Linked DNA regions of Sus scrofa: region 1 is linked to region 2. The links are chromatin contacts, called in public Hi-C maps. All regions are on one chromosome and are shown on one strand. The core of a region is the stretch at or near the end of the contact, and the rest is flanking DNA. Distances in the headings are between cores, read along the strand shown.

Region 1 (2,700 bases), core at 8-2,507, 320 kb after region 2:
TGACTCTTCAGCAAAGGAGCAATAAAGTGCAGAGTCCATGCCTTCTCTGCTCTAGCAGAGATGGAGGGCGGCTTGACTAGGATGGGATGGTAACAAAAGCCTCCATTATTAAGCACCTATTGTGTGCCAGGCTCTAAGCTCAGTACTCAACGTTCATCACATAATTTAATTCTGACAATTTACACACACTATCTTACTTAATCCTGATGATCACCATTCTTATTCTATTGGGATAATAGGAAGGGATCAGCAAAGTTACATGACTTGTCCAAAGCAAGTTCACCCCATGAATGACAGCAGAGCTCAAATTTGAATTCTGATCACTTTGACTCCAAAACCCAGGTTTCTGAGGGCCACACGGATCTACTTCACCACCTGCTATTCATTCATCCTATCTGGTCGCAATGGAGGCAGAGAAAGCCTGCAGTTTACCAGAGGAACTTGACAGGTCAGTGCTGAGGACAAGTGAGATTCTGCCATGGTGCCCTGGGGGCAGAAGATAAGGTGGTAATCTAACTCAAGAAAGCAGGGAAGGCTGCTTGATGGTGAAGGTTTCAGAGCAGAGAAAAAAAACGGGCATGGTGTGATGGAGAGGTCAGTCACAGAGCATTAACTAAAGTCCAGGCTTCAGATGGGTAGGCTAGAGAGAAGGAAACAGCTGAACCCTACACTTGGTGGACAGAAAAACCTAGCTTTCCAAAAATGACAGGGGTTCGCTTCACAGTTTACAAAGAACTATCACCTCCTGGACCTCACTGGACCCTCGCATCAACCCCAACGGAGTGTTAACTTCATTCTACAGAAACGGAAACTGAAGCTGAGTGGCTTCATCAAAATCAGACAGGTGGAAATTTTCCGTAAAACCAAGAATGCAAGTCCTATGCATTTCCCTCCTCTCTGCGTCCTCCTTGGCCCTCTAGACCCCCGGGGAGAGAAGACTCGCCTCCTTTTTGAAGATGGTGAACTTGACAGCGCAGCCGTAGCACCTACTCTCCATCCTGGTTCCCGGCGTAACAGGGTCTGCAGAGTTGATTTCTTGTGAGTCAGGTCCAGAAGCCCTAGGACCTTCGCCCAGCCCCGCCCCTGCTTCCCCACGCCCACTTGCGCGCGAGAGCCAAGGCCTCGGAGCAAGGAATTACGACAGTCACCCCTGCGGGAGAGCAGTAGTGGCGTGCGCGGACGCTGCTGGGAGTCGTAGTTCTTTCACCCCTGCCAACTTCTCTCAGAGGCAGTCAAGCCTGGCTGGCCCAGATCACGACATTTCCCAGGGGGCTAAGCGCCATTCAGCTGGCTTGGGATCCAACTGTCCCCGGTCCCGACACGCTTAGACTCCTGGGAGTTGTAGTACTAATCCAGTCAGGATTGGAACCATGGCGGTGACCAAAGAGCTCTTACAGATGGATCTGTACGCGCTGCTAGGTATCGGGGAGAAGGCGGCGGACAAAGAGGTGAGAACTGGAGCGAGGAGGGCCGTTCCCGAGCGACCTGGCGACTCTTCCGGTCTTGGCCTCTCTCCCGAGGCTGGCACCACCAGCTTTCCAGGTTCGACCCGGCCCTGGGTGTTTGGCAACGAGGGGTCGGCCCGACGGCCTCAGAAGCGGGTTCCGAGACCTTTCCTAGTGGTCTGAGGACTTCATGAGGAAGAGAGAGCACAGGAAGGAGGTTCTTTGAGTGGAGTACGGTACTGACGTCTCCCCGTGGCCCTTGTCTAAAGGAGGCGGCATAGCCAGCCAGGCGGGCAATCTTTGCTTCCTCACTGCGCCTGCGCAATGTCAGCTTCTGATTCTGCTACACTGTGCAGACGTGAGTCATTCATTCTCTCCAGCAGGTTGATTTAACTTCGCTTAGAGCCTAGGAGAGGACAGGTCTTAAGGCTTCTCCATTCCCTCTTCATCCCCTCCTTGGCAGTGTGACCTATGACTCTGCCATCTCTGTTTTCTTTTACACCCCAGCCCATTGACTCTTCAAGTAGCAGTTGCTCAGGTGTTGTCCTCTCAGCATGTTCTAATGGGTCAAAAGCAGGATCAGAAGGGTAAGGCAAATGGCCTGGAATTCCACAGGAAGGTGTTGATAAATGCGCGAGAGGAGTTCCCACTGTGGCACAGTGGGTTGAGAATGCCACTGCAGCGGCTCAGGTCGCTGTGGAGGTACGGGTTTGCCTCCAGGCCAGGCACAATGGGATAAAGGATCTGGCGTTGCTGCAGCTGCCCTGGGAGGAACTTCCATATGCTGTGAGTGCAGCCATTAAAAATTAAAATAGGGGAGTTCCCGTGGTGCCTTAGCGGAAACGAATCTAACTAGCATCCATGAGGACGCAGGTTTGATCCCTGGCCTCGCTCAGTGGCTTAAGGATCTGGCGTTGCTGTGGGCTGTGGTATAGTTCACAGATGCAGCTTGGATCTGGCGTTGCTGAGGCTGTGGCATGGACCCCTAGCCTGGGAAATTCTATATGTCATGGGTGTGGCCCTAAAAAAAAAAAAAAGATTAAAAAAGGAAATTTCCATTGTGGCTCAGCAAGTTATGAACCCGAATAGTATCCATGAGAATGAGGGTTGATCCCTGCCTTCCCTCAGCGGATTATGGATCTGGCGTTGCCATGAGCTGTGGTGTAGGTAGCAGGTGCAGCTTAGATTCTGCATTGCTGTTGCTATGGTGTAGGCCAGCAGTTGCAGCTCTGATTCGACCTAGCCTAGGAACTTC
Region 2 (2,700 bases), core at 197-2,696:
GGAATCAAATCGGAGATACAGCTGCCAGCCTGCGCCACAGCCACAGATCTGAGCCGCCTCTGCAACCTACACCATAGCTCATGGTGACGCTAGATCCTTAACGCACTGAGGGAGGCCAGGGATCAAACCCACAACCTCAGGGTTGCTAGTTGAATTAGTTTCCGCTGCGCCATGACGGGAACTCCCCTTTAAGCAAAATTAATTCTTTTTTTTTGGTCTTTTCTAGGGCCGCTCCTGCGGCATATGGAGGTTCCCAGGCTAGGGATATAATTAGAGCTGTAGCCACTGGCCTGCGCAAGAGCCACAGCAACTCGGGATCCCAGCCGCGTCTGCGACCTACACCACAGCTCACAGCAATGCAACACCACAGCTCACAGCAATGCCGGATCTTTAACCCACTGAGCAAGGCCAGTGATAGAACCTGCAACCTCATGGTTCCCAGTCGGATTCGTTAACTACTGAGCCAGGACGGGAAATCCAGCAAAATTAATTCTTTAAAGTCCAGTGAATTCGGCCCAAGAAGGCTTCTCAGTGACCTTAACCAAACTCTGTTCTGCTTAAATGCTAAGGGCCAGACTGAAATGAATTAAAACATGAGACCCGAGGGAAATGAAATAGAATCCTTAACTTTCACTAAATTCCTCTAATCCTTATTTGCACTCAAGCTGTACACTAGATACTTCTCAACATACATGCTGCTCATTGAGCTATATTAACTTAAGTAAATGTGGGTTGCAGGAGTCTCAAACTACGGAGTTGGCACAGACAAATCAATTTCAGAGGTTCACTGAGTGAGTGTGAGAAGAGGGAGAGACTTCTGATGACAGGTCTGTGTTTCTAAGTGCTTGAATCTTAAAGCCTTCATTTATGCATCCTGTCCAAACTAAGAGTAGTTCTACACAGCAGGCATTTTCCCGAAAAATGTACAACTCCGCCCAAAGGTGCCAAAAACAGGATAAAATACCACGCCCAAGCCTATCCTTTCACTCAAGTGATCTCAGCAGTGCTTAGTAGCCCCTAACAAACTAATCACAAGAACCCTCCCAGATCCAGTCTGCGGATTGAACGTTCCCAAGATCCCGGGATGTTTCGATTGACGTTACTTCCGGGAAAAGTAACCTTTCTTCGGCGGTTGCAGGCCTGAAGAGGTCTCGCGACATTTGCTCCCGCGAGATCTGCTTGCTCACTCTAGCGATGACATCCTCCTCCTCCTCCTCGCCGCCTTTCGGCAATCTTCGCCAGTCCCAGCCCCGACCAATCTGCACTCAGATGGCATGGATCAGGGTCTCCCCCCCGAACCCCGGTCTGCGCGGGGCGTCAGGCGGCAGCTGCGGGGTGCGAGCTGCACGAGGTCGACAGCAGCGGCACTGCGGACGGCCACGGGCTGGCAACGAGCAGGGAGCGTGGGCGGGGCAGGGGTAAGCCCGCTGAGTAGCAGTTCGATTGTTCTGGCCTGGCTATGGCGCCTCTCCTCCCCCCCGCCATGGCTCCCCGTGTCCCTGCTCCGCTCCTCTCAGTGAGTGAAAGTGGCCGCCGCCGCCGCCGGCCCAGCGCCCGCAGCCGCCTCAGCGCCGCCGCCATCTTGGGGTCCCAGGAGCCGCCGAGGGAGCGAGCTAGGAGCGTCCACGCCCAACGCAGTCACCGTCCCACGGCCTCAGAGAGCAAACCGCGGCTCCACCGTCGGCGGGGCGACCCCCCCCTCCGGACCCCGCCCGCACTCCGCCCCCCCTCCGCCGCCGCCGCGGCGGCGGGGCCCGGCGGCCCGAGGTGAGGCGACTAGACGTGGGCGGGCGAACGGAGGGGGGGTTGTGTAGGCCCCGTTGCGCCCCTCTCTGCGGGCGACGACTGGGCCGCGTCTTAAAGGGGCCGTCGCCCCCGGCCCTTGGATTTGTTGGGGTTAGTAAGGAGGATGGGTATGGACACTCCCCACAAGATTAGGACCTCAGGGGACCTGGGCCTCGTCCTTTCCTCCTCCTGCCTCTGGAGACCTGGGGTCACGCGGTGACCTCAGCCAGCCTAGGAAGCCCGTGGGGCGCCCACACGTGGGGAGTGTGTTAGACCAGGTGCACGTGGGACCCGGTGGGGCGGTGTCGGGCTAACACGTGTGTGGGTTTGGGGGTGGGGTGGGGCAGGGCGGGGGCTGGTTTGGCTCAAGTGGGAACCTGGTGAGGGCTATATCTGTCCTTTTAAGCAGATGAGCTCTAAGGGCTTGACAGTGTGTCAGTTTATGGGGAACAAGTTGAGATCTGGGTGTATGGTGCACGCTGCTCGTTGGTGTTGGGTGGGGGCAGCCCAACACGTGCGCAGACTGAGGAGTGTGTAGGTGTCACCCCTTTCAGTCTTTTAGGCTTTTTTTAGGGCGTCTAGGCAAGTGTCATCCAATTTGACATTCCTTCTTGAGGTTGCTGATAAAAACTACTACTTCCGTAATCACCGAGGATGGAAGCCCCCTACAGTTGAGGAGTGAAAGATCCTAAGAAAACACTCACTATTTTAGTTAACAGCCAGCTGTGCCTGAGTTCTTTGATCCAAACACTGTCTGTAGTTTTACGTTCATATAGTTGCTGGAAGGAATGGAAGAAGAAAATAGGAATTTGACCTTCCTAACGTCACAAGTAACCAGCTTACTTTTCCAATCAGTGACTTTCATGACTTCCTTTCCCAAAGAAATTTTCATCGTGGTTTACTAGTGCCAGCTTT

What was found. Hi-C and Micro-C count contacts between places; a contact is called where the count stands out from the background.
Region 1: a Hi-C map of skeletal muscle shows a contact between it and region 2, with 6 times the contacts expected there. The contact joins the promoter of DNAJC17 here to the promoter of INO80 in region 2. A contact is called at or near these places in 1 of 5 promoter capture datasets (liver) and 6 of 47 Hi-C or Micro-C datasets (heart right ventricle, liver, psoas muscle and 1 more).

The regions. Positions count from the first base shown.
Region 1 is chr1:130,515,468-130,518,167 of Sscrofa11.1, forward strand. It overlaps DNAJC17 (dnaJ homolog subfamily C member 17), which reads left to right and starts at 1,258. Exons shown (of 11, transcript XM_001929383.4): 1 at 1,258-1,448. The coding sequence starts at 1,371. It overlaps ZFYVE19 (abscission/NoCut checkpoint regulator), which reads right to left and starts at 2,476. Exons shown (of 12, transcript XM_001929402.5): 1 at 1,396-2,476; 2 at 944-1,020. The coding sequence starts at 997.
Region 2 is chr1:130,200,259-130,202,958 of Sscrofa11.1, forward strand. INO80 (DNA helicase INO80) reads left to right here and starts at 1,447. Exons shown (of 36, transcript XM_003121588.5): 1 at 1,447-1,767.